Linked DNA regions of Mus musculus: regions 2, 3, 4 and 5 are each linked to region 1. Evidence: chromatin contacts called from public HiChIP or PLAC-seq, Micro-C and promoter capture Hi-C data. All regions are on one chromosome and are shown on one strand. Each heading gives the region's core, a stretch centred on a gene start, on an enhancer-like site or on the middle of the called end of the contact. The rest is flanking DNA. Distances are from core to core; before and after follow the strand shown. Region 1 holds the start of Ptprk (protein tyrosine phosphatase, receptor type, K). Region 2 has its middle 20 kb from the start of Gm30228. Region 3 overlaps Ptprk (protein tyrosine phosphatase, receptor type, K). Region 4 overlaps Ptprk (protein tyrosine phosphatase, receptor type, K). Region 5 overlaps Ptprk (protein tyrosine phosphatase, receptor type, K).

Evidence for each region. Promoter capture Hi-C pulls out the DNA fragments that hold promoters and counts their contacts. A called contact is a pair of places that touch in the nucleus more often than the background predicts. HiChIP or PLAC-seq counts read pairs in DNA pulled down with a chosen protein or histone mark.
Region 2: an H3K27ac HiChIP or PLAC-seq map of the NIH/3T3 cell line shows a contact between it and region 1, with 2.1 times the contacts expected there. The contact joins the enhancer-like site here to the promoter of Ptprk in region 1. A contact is called at or near these places in 4 of 39 promoter capture datasets (the 3T3-L1 cell line, 3T3-L1-derived adipocytes, the SN4741 cell line and 1 more), 1 of 15 datasets of contacts at CTCF or cohesin (the NIH/3T3 cell line), 1 of 484 Hi-C or Micro-C datasets (the C2C12 cell line), 3 of 115 datasets of contacts at active chromatin or transcription factors (the NIH/3T3 cell line and embryonic stem cells) and 1 of 9 other capture datasets (embryonic stem cells).
Region 3: a contact with region 1 is called in a Micro-C map of the HL-1 cell line, with 6 times the contacts expected there. The contact joins the enhancer-like site here to the promoter of Ptprk in region 1. A contact is called at or near these places in 6 of 39 promoter capture datasets (the 3T3-L1 cell line, 3T3-L1-derived adipocytes, hippocampal neurons and 1 more), 4 of 484 Hi-C or Micro-C datasets (the HL-1 cell line, adipose-derived mesenchymal stem cells, tail fibroblasts and 1 more) and 2 of 115 datasets of contacts at active chromatin or transcription factors (embryonic midbrain and stem cell-derived neural progenitor cells).
Region 4: a contact with region 1 is called in a promoter capture Hi-C map of liver, with 2.5 times the contacts expected there. The contact joins the enhancer-like site here to the promoter of Ptprk in region 1. A contact is called at or near these places in 6 of 39 promoter capture datasets (the 3T3-L1 cell line, 3T3-L1-derived adipocytes, hippocampal neurons and 1 more), 4 of 484 Hi-C or Micro-C datasets (the AML12 cell line, cerebral cortex, liver and 1 more), 4 of 115 datasets of contacts at active chromatin or transcription factors (cardiomyocytes, embryonic midbrain, neural progenitor cells and 1 more) and 1 of 9 other capture datasets (adipose tissue).
Region 5: a contact with region 1 is called in a FOXA1 HiChIP or PLAC-seq map of pancreatic cancer cells. The contact joins the enhancer-like site here to the promoter of Ptprk in region 1. A contact is called at or near these places in 6 of 39 promoter capture datasets (the 3T3-L1 cell line, 3T3-L1-derived adipocytes, hippocampal neurons and 1 more), 9 of 484 Hi-C or Micro-C datasets (MC3T3-E1-derived osteoblasts, cerebellar granule neurons, embryonic stem cells and 4 more) and 4 of 115 datasets of contacts at active chromatin or transcription factors (embryonic stem cells, intestinal crypt epithelium, neural progenitor cells and 1 more).

What each region holds. Positions count from the first base shown.
Region 1 is chr10:28,073,278-28,076,175 of GRCm38.p6, forward strand. It overlaps Ptprk (protein tyrosine phosphatase, receptor type, K), which reads left to right and starts at 1,543. Exons shown (of 32, transcript NM_008983.2): 1 at 1,543-1,900. The coding sequence starts at 1,804.
Region 2 is chr10:27,828,543-27,831,440 of GRCm38.p6, forward strand. No RefSeq gene overlaps it. Among named protein-coding and RNA genes, the nearest start is that of Gm30228, 20 kb to the left of the region's middle. Within about 2 kb of position 1,524, at least 3 of the 459 cell types and tissues checked have an H3K27ac peak or open chromatin away from gene starts, as enhancers often do. A contact at or near this core is called in the C2C12 cell line and the NIH/3T3 cell line, where this site is marked.
Region 3 is chr10:28,302,657-28,305,554 of GRCm38.p6, forward strand. All of the region lies in intron 3 of Ptprk (protein tyrosine phosphatase, receptor type, K), which reads left to right. Among named protein-coding and RNA genes, the nearest start is that of Ptprk, 230 kb to the left of the region's middle. Within about 2 kb of position 1,400, at least 15 of the 459 cell types and tissues checked have an H3K27ac peak or open chromatin away from gene starts, as enhancers often do. A contact at or near this core is called in the HL-1 cell line and tail fibroblasts, where this site is marked.
Region 4 is chr10:28,260,954-28,263,851 of GRCm38.p6, forward strand. Ptprk (protein tyrosine phosphatase, receptor type, K) reads left to right here. Exons shown (of 32, transcript NM_008983.2): 3 at 2,548-2,819. Among named protein-coding and RNA genes, the nearest start is that of Ptprk, 190 kb to the left of the region's middle. Within about 2 kb of position 1,373, at least 5 of the 459 cell types and tissues checked have an H3K27ac peak or open chromatin away from gene starts, as enhancers often do. A contact at or near this core is called in liver, where this site is marked.
Region 5 is chr10:28,226,386-28,229,283 of GRCm38.p6, forward strand. All of the region lies in intron 2 of Ptprk (protein tyrosine phosphatase, receptor type, K), which reads left to right. Among named protein-coding and RNA genes, the nearest start is that of Ptprk, 150 kb to the left of the region's middle. Within about 2 kb of position 1,541, at least 19 of the 459 cell types and tissues checked have an H3K27ac peak or open chromatin away from gene starts, as enhancers often do. A contact at or near this core is called in pancreatic cancer cells, where this site is marked.

The DNA.
Region 1 (2,898 bases), core at 293-2,792:
CAAGAATAGACAGACAAATTCATATATGGACAGACAAGTTTCCTTTGCCTTTACTCTGGCAAATTACTGCTAATTTTAGAAAGTTTTGCTAAGTCTTCAGAAAAGAAAATAATAGGTTTTTGGTTACCTGTGATCTAATAAAGCTCTTTAGTGTACGAAATAAGGACCCTTGGTAGAGTGTGCTTAAAGTTATAGGTTAATGAGCTAAGGAACATTGACATTGTACCCAGAGGGAGATGACTGAACTATGCTGAACTGAATTGACAAGTGTTGGGCTTGTTACAGGTACTAATGAGCAGTCATCAAGGCTGTAGCGTAACGGACTTTCTATCCTCAGCAAATAAAAAAGAAACCCATTTTCTCCCTTCTTCATCAATATGTATAATATATGTGCATAGATGTGTGTGTGTGTAGTATACAGTCACTTGCATCTATTCCAAACCTAGTCATAACAGCATGTATTAATTACAGAAATATGTGGCTCGGTTAATGATGAGAATGCTGTATTAAATTGAATTTCACTTCATTTTGATTTTAAAAGGCTAAAGACATTTTGAGTGACTGACAGGTGCCAATCAAGGCTATTATTAGCAGTTGCATATATAGCATCAAAATTCAAAAAAAAAGTTAGGCTTATTCAGTTTTGGTCATACTTACATGTGTCATAATTTGCAGACATGAGTAAAAGTAAGCAACTATACAGCGTTGCTACAGAAGCAAGTGAAGGTGGCATTTGGAGAAATCACACCAAGCTGCTAAGGTAGCAAAACTGACTTCCTGCCTGTAACACAGCACACAGCATTGGGTTCCTTCGGAGCAACCATGCTGTGCTCATTGTTGGGATAAACTCCTTTTATTAAATACTTATTTCTTATATAGCTACAAGACAGTAAAAATCAAAACAAAACCAAGTCTTGCTCTACTCCACCAGGCTATGCGAAGGCTGAGCGGCTGGGAGCTTCCCAATGACAAATAAACCAGAAACGAGGCACGCCAGCTGTTCACACTGGAAACTTACCCAACATTTTATTTTGGTCCAAGTTTTATTTATTTCGTGAACAAACGAGAGTAAGTTTTCAATGGGGTAGGGAGCCTTATTCCTTATCCTATCAATAAGGAAGAGTGAAATTTCAGTGCAGGTCGGCGTTTTAAAGGTCACATCTACGCTCCCTTTTCTTCCTACCACCAGCCGCTCTGGTGGGACCGCCACCTTGGGGACAGAACCCCAGGACACCTCTCCTCGGGCGCCTCCTCCGTCGTCCGCCCACAGTTCTGCCTCTCAGAGTTGAATCTCAGGGATCCGGCAGGGAGCTGCGCCAGGTCCCCCTTTCCCGCTCGCCGCCAGAGAGCCGCGCGGCCACCGAGCCCAGGTGGCGAACAAAGGCGGCGCGGGGCGCAGGGCGCGGGGCGCGCGGCCCGGCTGGCGCGCGTCTCCCTAGCAGGAGGCGGCAGTGGCGGCGGCGCGCACCGGAGCCCGCATTCCTCCGAAGCTGCCGGAGCCCGCGGGGCGACGTCACCCCAGGCTCCGCCCCCGTCCCTCCCAGAGCAAACTAACTCTGGACTACCCTGAGCAGCCTCTGCCTAGCATGGAGAGCGGCGGCCGCGGCTGGCGGGCGACGCTGGAGACGCTTTCGCCCGCGAGGTAGTTGGCCGACGTTGCGCAAGGACGAAAGTGCTGGCGGGTGGCCGCGGCGTCTCCGCGAGCCCCCCGACGAGGCCGGGCGGGCTGCTGGCTGGCGGATTTCACCGCGATTCCCCCGGAGGCTCTTTGCAAAGCTGCTTGAAACTTCTCCCAAACTCGCCATGGATGTGGCGGCCGCTGCGTTGCCTGCTTTTGTAGCTCTCTGGCTTCTGTACCCGTGGCCTCTCCTGGGGTCGGCCCTTGGCCAGTTCTCAGCAGGTGAGAGGTTGGGGGTGGTCTGTGTCTGTCCACAGTCTTGGACTCAGGCAGGAAGGACTGACTGATTGCTGGTGCTGGGTTCGGGGATCCAGGGGGCGTCCGCTTAAGGTGGCGGGGGTGGTGGTGGTGCAGGTTGGAGCTAGGTCTGTCCTGGGAGTTTGTGTCAGGCGGGACGCAGGGCCAAGAGCTGTGCGCCCCCGTGCGCAGGTAACTTTTACGTTCTCGACCCATTGTTTCTGAGGCTAGTCCGGCGCGCAGACAGCCCAGGGTGTGCTGGATGGAGTGTGTGGCGACCTTGCTTTTCCTGGGTGTTCTTTTTGCCTGGGAGTCGGGAGCAGTCCACAGCATTAGTTAGGGAAGTGAGGAAGAAAAAGTACTTAGGGCTCCCGGGACCACGATTTTATGGCTCGCTGAGCTGGCTAGTGGCTCTCTGTCGCCAGACTGTTCAAAATTTCCCCGGGAAGTCTTTGTGAGAATTGTGGAGACACATAGGGACCGATCTCGGTGTGTTCTGCCAGGTGCTTTTTGTCCCGGGTATAACCGCCTCTGACTATTGTCCAGCTACTTCCCGGTGCCTCCTGGAGGCTCCTTCCTCCTCTGCTGAGGGTTCAGAGTTGCTCCTGGATAGATTACAGAGCACACAGCGTGGAGCACGTTGTATGTATACATTGGCAGAGTCCGTACGACGTTTGTAAATGTAGCTCTAAGGGTAGATTCAGAGCTGTCCTGGGCAGCGAGTTCTGGGCTCCCATTCCCGGAAGGCTTACCCTATTTATGGGGCGAAGCCACCACAAAGCTCAAATCTGGCTCCACACCACCCTGAGTCCGCCTGGGTGACCTGGGCTGGGAACGTTCGCTGTTCTCCTGGACAACCCAGGAGTGAGACGTGATGCGATATTCCAGGCTATCCCTTTGAGTTCTAAGTAAAACCGCTCAGATAAGTCCCAGGATTCCGGGTCTTTCAGACTGGTGGTCTCTGTTCCCGTCCAGTTTTGATA
Region 2 (2,898 bases), core at 274-2,773, 240 kb before region 1:
CCACATACTTATACTAACCACAAGCAATGAATCAAAACTGTTCTTTGGTCAAACAAAGGTCAGTAACTTATTTTTACAATGAACAAGAAAAAAATGAACATATTCAGTAGAGTACTATCTTTGAGGTTCATTTTTAATACATTTTTATCATTTTTTAGTTATGTGTATGTATGTATGGTGAGTGAGTGACGTGTGTGTGTGTGTGTGTGTGTGTGTGTGTGTGTGTGTGTGTGTGTGTGTGCTCCATGGCTGAAGTTATAAGCAGTTGTTAACTACCTCATATGGCTGCAGTGAACCAAGCTCTGATCCTCTGCAAAAGCAGTATATGTTATAATCACTAGGCCATCTCTCCTGCCCTGTTCTAAATTTTAAATACTATTTTTTAAATGCTCTTTCCAGTCACTTGTTGTACTCTTTCTTAAGATGATGGTTTTTATTACCAATAACTTCTCTGTCAGTGTCAGGGTCTTGCAAGGCAATATCCATCCCCCTCCCCTCTCTTCACATGCCTATTTTCATTTCTGCATGGACATTATACAGTGATCGAGACAATTTACCAATTAGATCCATTTTCTTGATTGCTTTGGTTTGGGTACAGGACATGGAAAGACTTCATTCCTTATCCACTGTTATTCCTAATTTAAAAGCACATAATTAATCTCAGGTCACTGGATTATTGACCTGAGGTTATATTCTCTAAAGTCATATTTGATAATTCACTCTTTCTTCTAAATCTAAGGTAGAGGGTGACAGACTTCACGATAAGTGTATTAGTCACTACATACATGTGAGATACTCAGGAAAGTCTCTACCCTAACTTGCATCTGACATCATAATAAGCTGATCAGAATGTCAGTCTATCCCAGTAATATTAGTTACTCCTCCTAATACAAACATACAGATTTTATATATTTATTATATTGTTTAATGAATCAAATATATTTCTTAGCAGACTAGTTTTGTAGATTAATCATGGTTTGAATTATATTTTCTTGACATGATCCAAGTAAACTAAATGCGATGATATTTAAAGTATGAACAGTAGATAATTGTATGCATATATATTCATATAAATATTTATATCACAAAGAAGAATCATAATCAGAAAAAATATGGGCACTCTTCAAGTAAGTTCTAAAAGTAACCCAGCTTAGACACCATCAAACATCCCATCTCCTAATCCATGCCAAATGTACTTTGTCTGAAATGTTTGACATGTATATGAGAACTTAAATGTTTCTTGGTTTTGGAGCACTGGCATATTCATAACAAGATATTATAGGAATGGAACTCAAGTGAAAATACAAAGCTGATTCATGACACATACATTCACTACTACAGTTTGCATATGAAATGTTTCCCAAGATCTATGTGGTGGAAGATTATCACTAAGAATCATCCTATTGGGAGTTTATAAAACCTTTAACACTTGAGGAGAGATCTTTGGCTTTCAGGACATGCTGTGGAAGAAATAGTTGAGTGACTAATGTGATGACTAAGGGGTAAAGGCCTTTTCCACCAAGCCTGGGTAAATCCTCAGGACCCACATAATAGAAGGGGAGAATTTACTACTATAAGTGGTCCCCCTACCATATGTTCTTCTATCTGGGCTGCCTTGTCTGTCCTCAGTGAGAGATGAAGCACCTAGCCTTGTAGAGACTTGATGTGCCAGAGTGGGGGGATACTCATGAGGCCCCACCCACTAAGAGAAAGGGAATGGGGAAGGATTGTGGAAGGGGTGACTGGGAGGAGGCAGTGAACAGTGTTTTAAAGTGAATAATTTAAACAGTCACCCCCTCAACCTTCACAGGAACACATGACACAGATGCAATTAATTAATTAATTAGAAATATCTCAATCACAACTTCCTCCTTTCTTTCTCTCTATTTAGTTCCTGACCATAAGGTACGTGGTTTTGCAACGATACTTGCTTATGCTGTGACATACCAACATGGACCAAAAGAAGTGGGTCCATAAATCTGAAATTTCTGAAGCTGCATGCCACAGTAAAACTTGTATGGTTTTAACTTGCCTGTCAAAGGTTTGTATTATTGTGACTGAAAGATAGGTAATATATTGCTCATTCACATAGCCTAACAGTAATTTTGAACAATGCCGCTATTAGTTTTGTACATAAAATGATGTTTTATGGTTTCAAAACTTTTCACGTATAGAATCAGGTCAACAGTCACAAACCTTCGGGAGCTGGACCATTTCAGACTGAGCATAATTTGACAATGGATATTCAACTGTACATACAGCACCCTTGCAGTAAGAATTACTAACTAGTCTGTTTAGACTACAGACACATGTTGTGTTGCTTTGTAAAGAGCTGCAATACTGATATTTATAATGTTCATGAAGACAGTGATGAGGGTATCTACAGAATTGAGTTGAATATATATCAACATTGTTTAAAGATGTTACATTTATATGCAAAATTTTCATACCTTTGATTACAGTTCTTCCCTTGAAAGTTACCTTGAATTTGCTCAAAACTTCAACTTGATAGAAGACACAAATGATCAATTAAGGAGAAATGGAACAATCAGAAGACAAGTTAATTCAGCTAAATTTTCCTTATTGATTCATGCACTAATAAATGTAAATAACAAGTCTCTTTTCTATCCAGTGAATTTTTGAAGGTTGCTTTTTAGCATCATCCTTAAGGGCAAGATTTTGTTTAGCAGAAGGCACCATGCAAGCTTCCAAAATAAGAGGAGCAGCCAATAGTCCTTCCTAGCTATGATGCTTATGAACCACATCAATGACCAGCATTGCATGAAAACCGGAAGGTTGTAGTAGTGGTACATAAATCTTGGCAGTAACCAAAGATCTCTAATTGGAATCCAGACCTGCTAAACAAGAGGGAAATCATATCTGATGCTGAAAACCTAA
Region 3 (2,898 bases), core at 150-2,649, 230 kb after region 1:
TGTGAACAAACACTCTGCAAATGAGGAATCCCCATTTGGACAAAAAAAATTGTCCATTTTTAAAAAAGGTTTAAAAATATATACATAGTTTGCTAAAAGTTTAGATTTGTCAAAACATATAGATCTGGATTAAAACATCAGCTTGAATCTTTTTCAGGCAGCGGTCTTGAAGTTATAGGTGAGTGATAGAAGTAATGGTCGGGCAAGGTCATTTGAAATTGCGCCAGACTTTCTCCCCTCACATTTCCCCATTTTCTTCCCAAATAAAACCAGATCTGTAGGGACAAGATAAGTCTGTGTCCTGGTGGTATCGTGTCATTTTATCAGAGTCCATTGGGAACTGCGTGCTGCATTTATTGCTACAAAGCTTAGAGTCTGTGCATGGATGTCTAATACAGAGAGTTAAATGTTTATTGTAAAAATACTTGATATTTTTGGGCAGGGGTTAACCTATCCTTTCAGCCATTACTAGTCTTTTCTAGGATGGAGTCATAAACAATGTATAAAAGAATATACAACTTGAGAAAATGAATTTGCTTCTTTACAACTTCTGTTTTGTGATGAGAGACAATATTTTTACTATTTTAAAACATTTTGTTAAATTCATGTAGTAGGTTTAAATTTATATTTATATTACTTATAGATAACAGAAAACTCTATTTTGTACAAAAAGAGTACTGTTATTGGTTGACAGTGTGTGTGTGTATTTGTAACTAAAACCTATTGTCACATATTAATATGCTTTAGGTATTAATCACTAAATAATCAAATTTTATATATATATATGTATATGTATATGTATATGTATATGTATATGTATATATATACATATATATATACACACATTATCTCACTGAAATAAGTGCTACACATGGTTTATAATTATATTGCCACCATTTTAAAGGCTTGAGCAACTATTTTCTTTCAGTCCCCACAAAATAAAGACAGTATATCACATGCCCACAGAATAAGATACAAGATTTTGAAATCTTAACTCATTATTATTAGTATTTCATTAAGTATATTTTTTTAATGAAATTTGAATACTGAACAGACCTGAGGAAGAATTTTGCCCAGTTTTCTCATCATATGAGCTCAAAGGATTGGAGTCCTGCAGGAATATTCCACAGGGTGATGTTGTATACTTCATTATTCTTGTATTAGGGGTCAGAGCCCCATCCTTGGCAGGAGTCCATGTGCCTTTGTATTTCACCATGTCCCTTATGGCAATATGTACTATAATTTTAGAACTCTCAAGTGACTATTAGACCTTCTGACATTGGGGCCATCTTTATCTCCTGATTAACTTGATATAGAGTTGAACATTCTGTATGTCATTGGCTGTGACTTAGTTAGTGAAGCTTTGGAACTTCCTCTCCAGAAAGGAGCCTGACTGTCTTCCTGATGAGTCAGAATGATGAGTCTGCTGTAATGGGTAAAATGGAGCAGTTTCATGCCAGGTATTACTAGTAAAACACAGAGTTTCATGTACATGGTTAGCATGTATATTAGCATGCCTCAGTGATCTATGGTGACAGGAACATACTAGGCCCATAGTGTACTAAATTAGAGTGTTCAAGGTGGTTGTATATCAGCAATGTGAGGCTGTGTTTATTTTTATTGTCTTTGGGGCTTAAAACAAAAACCAAAACCTTTCTTTTTTTTCTTGATAACCTAAACTGACACAGAAAAATATATTCGTTTCCATCAAGCCAAAACATTTCAGCCCATCTCTCTACACATTAAATACATTGACATGTCTCTGTTAACTTATAGGAGGGTACTTTTGAACGACCTGTTTAGACAGATTAAAGATATTTTTATGACTCTTTATGTGGCAATCATTGGAACAAACTGACATTTTTATTTCTGTGGGAATACCAGTTGATTGTTTCTGTAGGCCATCTGCCTGGGGGACTGTGGCATTCTTTTACCTTTATTCAGGAGAATTGTAAATACCAGGAAATACTTTAAATGGACAATTTTAAAATGCTCACACAAATGTTTTCCATCTGAGTATCATGAGTCACGGCATTAATTATGCCAGGAGGACCTCAAGGAAACTGTCTGCGCTGCCTAGAAGGCTCTATGGAAGCCTGGGTTAAATACCATGATCATGACACTTAATAAAGCAACACAAAAAGCAAGCACACAGTGTGTTTCATATTGAGTTTTCTAAATAATCTTTTATTTTTAGACCCAGAGTAAATTTAGTAAAACTCTAGATAATGGGTTTCATTTTTTTGGCATTTTTGAAATTGAAAATATATTAATGAGATGGAAACTAGAAATGTAGCTTATCAAGGACAACCTTTCAACAGATGACATCAAGCCTTCTGTGGTGTCAGAATGCGATTCCCCTAAAAACTAATAATAGAAGCAAAATAGTTCTTTTGTGTTGTAATTTGTAAGAATCATGTTTATATGGGGGGAAGGGAGCATCAAAATTTCAACTTGCTATACCAGCAGCCAGTTTTGTAAGTGTAAAATTTGTATAATCTAACCTTAGTCTCTGGATGTTGTTAATCTATTATTTCTGCAATTTTCCCTCATACTCTTACCAATTTCCACCGAATATATTTTATCTGAGTAGTGACATAAAAGTAACATGCTGCTACTTTTGAATCAAGACTAGTGTTCCCCCCCTGTCCCCGAACATCTGAGAAGGCTGTGTGTGTACTTAAAGGAGACAGTGCTGGACATCCCCCATCTAAAATAGGACTGTTAGCTATGGCACTTAGACAACATGCATTTTTGTAAGATTCAGTTGTCAAGTGGCTGCAGGGAACGGTCTATACCATTAGTTTGAAAGGGTTTTTAACAGCTGAGGTTCATCATTTGGGGTATGTGTATCACTAGGTTTCTTTCTTTCTTTTTTTTTTCTTAAAGATTTATTTA
Region 4 (2,898 bases), core at 123-2,622, 190 kb after region 1:
ATTCCATAGAAGTGAATTATCAGCACTAATTTTTCTTATTATTTAACCTGTGTTGAGTGGCAGTAAAATGCTGAAATAGTTAGGATAAGCTTTTATTTCATGATTTTCATCTTTCTAATGATCAAATTGGTAAGAACTAATGATGACTAGCGCTTGTTCATTCCATTTCTTTAATAAGAAAATGGTTGTAGCTTAAAATGCAAATGGCTGAAAATTGCTAAATGGTCTTAATGGTAAATATAATGCATTTTTAAAATGTGACACAAAGCATATTTTACTCCAAACGTTATTTTATGATAGTAGAAAATTACTATTAGGAAGCTAATAAGTCTTTTGAGCTCTACACTTTAAAATTGGTAGTCAGAAGCTAAACTTATGGAAATAAATATGCCATTTACTTATAAAATTATTCATCATTGGGTAAACAGGACACAGAAACAGGCCAGTAATGATGCTTATAGCTTTTTTAGGGTCTCAGGCCTGGTCATGGTCATCACAGAAATTAGTCTAATTCAAATTGGCACACTGTAGAAACATTTTGACAGCTTAGTTATTGATGTTAAAAATGTGAGAATAGCCATGAATAAAATCATTCTTTTTTTCTTTTTTCTTTTTTTTTTTCTTTTTTTTTTTTTTTTCCAAATTAGGTTAAGAGCCGGGAAATCTTGTTTTGTTTTGTTTTGTTTTTGTTTTGTTTTGTTTTCATTTTGGAAGTTGTTTACCAAAAATACACCGATGATCTTTTTATCCTATTAATGTACTGTCTGTGAGAATCAAGCTAAAATGTAATCCCAGCACTTGAGAAACGAAGACTGGGAGACACAAGTAAACAATAACAGGAATTACTATTAATATCGTATGTGTATTCTGTACTTGACTGTACTGAAGTACTAGAAAAAAATTGTCATAAAACTTTGGGATCAAAAGGTCCCTTCTAATGGCAACTGTCCAGATTGAAAATTTGATTTCTTATGTAGCTGAAGCCTTCCTCTCTGAAGTATTTTTGTGTTCTGTCTGTTTGAGCTCCAGGTTGTCAATTAACTGAGATACATAGACACAGTCACTGAGGTTTTTGGATATCGTGGTACAATTTATTATGTTTCAGAATAGAATATAGAAGAGTAGTTTTGCATTTCAGGAAGAGAGGGCCAAGTGCAGTGTAAGAAACCTTATATAAAAAAAATAGCTCTCTAATATGACTCCTAATGTCATGCTGTTTGACAAAATGATATCATTACATTTTTTTGGAGGTTCACATATTTATTCAAATCTTCTTTGCATGAGAATAATAGGGAGAATAACAGCATGTCTTTCTGGAGAGCTGCTTGCAATAGTATAGTAGACCAGTGCCAGCCTCAGTGAATAGTCACTGTATGAACTTTGCCCTTAGCAAAACCAAAAAAAGTGTTGGCGTTCTGAAAGTAGGATTCTGACTGTGTCATTTACCTCACAAGATCCAGAATGAGTTAATGGTTACTCAGTCAATGTGACCTCGTGCTTGCTTATGTCCTGCTTTAGAGGAGCATGGTGGTCAGTGTTAACTGCGGGGGTCAGAAGTAATCTTACCAAGATGACAGTTTTGAGTCAACAGTGCACCAGCTATGTACTAGAGTCAAATTAAGAATAGTTGGACATTAGGGGGTTGGCAAGATGTCTCAGTAGGTAAAGGATTGATACCAAATGTGGGATCGGAGTTTGATTCTTAGGTCTCACGTACTGAAAGAAGACTACCAATTCCCTCAAGTGTCTGCTGACTTCAATCATGTGCCCTGGCATGCATGTGTCGACTTGTGCTCTCTCTCTCTCTCTCTCTCTCTCTCTCTCTCTCTCTCTCTCTCTCTCTCTCTTTCTCTCTCTCATGTATATCACATGTATAAAATTAAAATATTTAAAAATATAGAATGAAAGGAAAATTGAATAGTAGCTCTCATAACCACTTTACAAAGTATTCTTACTCCATAACTTGATGTTCTCAGGACTTAGTGAATGGCAAAAGTGCATATGCCTTAAATAAACAAAAATATTAGTATTTGAAGTTGGAAGTTATTCCACTTCCTGCAGTCTTCCATTTCTCTGCTTTAACATTTGTGTTAACAGAGAAAACAAAAGAAGAAAGTACTTTCTGTGCATATCAAACCAATACATTTACTTGTTTCATTTTTCAAAAGCTTACTATTTTGTAGGACTAGGGAAATTTTAGAGAGAGTGTTGAACCTGAATCCGACTCCTGCTTGTCTACCATCTGACCCTAAGTTAGCAGTTATGTCCCATATTTCTATATTGTAAATCAGGGTTAATATCAAGTTGTAGAGATGAATAAACTGTTTTTGTCTAGTTTATGAAATGTTAGTAAGAAATGGATCTACGTGATGTCTTGACTGATATTTTTCTATGGCCCTGCCCCAGAAGACATTTTAAAATTTAATGTTTTCATAGAGTAATATCCTATAATACTCTATGAAATTTTATAGTTGTAATATTTTACAGTTGTTTGATACCCCTGGCTTATCAATGTTCTTAGCTCTGTTATTTGTAATGTCATTTCAGGTTCCTATATGGTTGTGGACTCCTCAAATCATGATCCTGGAGAAAAAGCCAGACTTCAGCTGCCTACCATGAAGGAGAATGACACCCACTGCATTGATTTCAGTTACCTGTTATATAGCCAGAAGGGGTTGAACCCTGGCACTTTGAATATCCTAGTTAGGGTGAATAAAGGACCTCTTGCTAATCCAATTTGGAATGTAACTGGATTCACTGGTCGTGATTGGCTTCGGGCTGAACTAGCTGTGAGCACCTTTTGGCCCAATGAATACCAGGTAATCCCCTGAGATTTTTCTGGTTTGTGCTGTCTTGTATTGGGTATCTTTGTATATATAGATATAAATACTGGTCCTG
Region 5 (2,898 bases), core at 291-2,790, 150 kb after region 1:
CTACCTGAGATCTCTTACATGTAAATCCCTTGGGCTAGTGTATTAGTGTGGTAAAGCATCCTGAGATGTTTCAGGGTGATGAATGAGTGAGTACTAGCTATCAGAGAAGCAACACTGGATTTGGCCCACCTGGTAAAGAGAGTTTAGACCCATAACCTGTTTCAATGGGTGGTTTTACATAGTCTTCAGTTCTAAAATCCTGTGATACTGATATTTTGTGATTAAGTGCTCTCAAAATGGTTAACATTAAAGTGAAAGAAGTTGAGGGTAATATGGGTATTTTGGCTTTACCTAGTGGCAGCGTTATAACCCCTACAGTACAGGTCAGCAGAATTTTACCTACTGTGTCTTTCCAACAAGTATTTACTGAAGCTCTCTAATAGGAGTTAGAGAAGTGAGCAAAACACTCTTCATCTTTGTAGTTTCCTCCTTGAGGAAGGTACAACAAAGAGATCCAGGTCAATTCAGGGTAGGTTCTGTTTGGGATGAGTGTGTACTTCTTTCTATGAAGTATCTTCAAAACCTGGACCATCTTCATTGACATAAATTAAGATTGTGAGAGGTGGAACCCAAGGGAGCCAGATTCAGGTAATGGCCAATTCACATTTGCCTTGTGACATGCATGCTTGCTAAGTCGAACAGCATAAAACTGCCTCCATGTCTCTGTTCACTCTCTTTGGGCGCCTGAACTTACACTGGTTTTTCTCTGTGTCTAAGATGATTCTAGAACCTCCCTCAATATGTGGGATGATTTCTGTAAAGTTTCAGGCTTATGGATGTAGAATTATGAGTCTCGGAGTGAACTGACTCCATTTTATGTCACCTTCTTTGGGCTCTTTATATATTCAGCCACTGGATATTTGTAAGAGAAACTTGTGCTTGTTAGAGGTATGCCAGGCACTTAGCCTGCTTCTTGGCATGCATAGATGCTTAGTGAAGAGAGGAGTTTGTGAATGAACAGAGGTATACTAAAAATAATATTTAAAAAGTATATAAGCTAACTTTACTATACTTCAAATAATAGTTATGGTGAATAATTTAGATCTTTTACCTAGAGTTTAAGAGTGTTAATTACATCATTTGCATTAGTTGTAACAGTCTTGGATAGCTACATTGTTTATGGCAGAGTGAACTATAACTCTGAGAAGCACTCAAGAACTACTCATTTCTGAGCTTAGTTTAGACAATGGACTTATTCCACTACTGACGAATTTTCTGATAGCAAGGGCTTGTCCACTGGATGTATATTATAGAAAGGCTTGCCTGTCTGCCATCCAGAAAACTCTTTCCACATGGCTGACATGAACTTAGACTAAATCTGTCTCCTCAGCCAGTATTTGTAAAATTATCCAGAGCCTAGTGTTAATACTACTCATGGTGATTAGAGACAAGTGGGTAAATATCAGTATTGTGAATTCTTCCTAAGAGTTGTTAAAAATAGCTTAGTCAGGTTGGTTAGGCCGTATATGAATCTTATCAGGTGTTCTATGGTTTTGACTCAACTTAAGTGTTGCATAAGACTATTGGCCTGGAAAACACCCAGTTCTCACCTCGTCCTCACCAGAAGTACCAGTTCTGAAAGTAAACACACATGCCTGATAGTGATAGTATATTAACCAACCAAATCAAGTGTCATCTAAAATACTATAAGCAGCTGAAGCCAGGCGCAACTTCCCTGGTTTGGGACGGTGGGAGCTGTTTGAAGTATTTGTGGTAGGTAAAGGTACCTGGTCACTAGCTAAAGAAAAATCTCAGCTCCACAGTTAATCAGTTAAAGACATTGAAAGACTTTTAACCTTATGAATGTTGATTTATCATTTGAATGGTATTTGCATTTTGCCAACAAATATATCTTTAGTTAAATATTTTCTTAAATTTCCTTTTATACCTACACTAGTGAAACAAAATCCAGGCACAGATGTAATTGTAATCATTTACACTTTAAACCCAGAAATGACTTTACCACTCCTTTGTTTACTTAGTTGTGTGTGTGCTTGTGCCTGTAGGTCAGAGAGCAACTTGTATGCATTTGTTCTCTCCTTTAACACATAGATTTCCTGGGATCCAACTCAGGTCACCAGGTTGGGCACAATATACAATGAGTCATATCCCTAGTCCAGATACGACTAAATGTCTTTGATTGTTGGTAACTGAATATATGTAGAATATTATTAGGAAAAAGATACTTAAAGGTTTTGCTATTGCCTTGCTCTCTTTTTGTTTTTGGATGGGACAAATGGGAGACAGGGTCTCACAAGACATGGGTGTCTCTTACACTTCTAACTCACAGTTATTTTTGCCTGTCTATGCCTCCTATCCTGGGATTAAAGGCATGCGACACCACACACATCTGGTTGTGCCCACTTTGACTGCACTAGATTCCATAGAATGCTTCAAAGACATTAAGAGAGAAATGTGAATAATGCATTAGAATTTCTTTATTGTTTGCTAACTAGAGTTAATGTAGATAGGTGTTAAATATTGAACTGTTTTCAAGTTTACCAGTGATAATACAAACATGGCACTAAAGCTCTAAAATCACTTCCGGACTGGGAAAAGCTGTCGTTACTGATTTGAACATTGCAGCTCACCAACTCCTGTCTCTAAAGCACAGATTTAAATATATCAGAGCATAGAAAAAAGATACATAATATTAAAATATTTGTAAGTCTGATTCACCCCAGTGTCAAAGCTAATATGCAGAAAAGAAGCTAAGATGATCCATGAGCTACGTGGATGACCAGGCTGCACTTACATATATGCAGAGAGCAAATGGAATAATAAATAATTGTTTATAGGCTTTAAAAGGGAATATCTCAGTGTTGACACTTGCGTGAAATTTGCTTAGTTTTGGGAGAAGAAATCAATAAGTGCTATTAACTTATAGATAAAACTCAG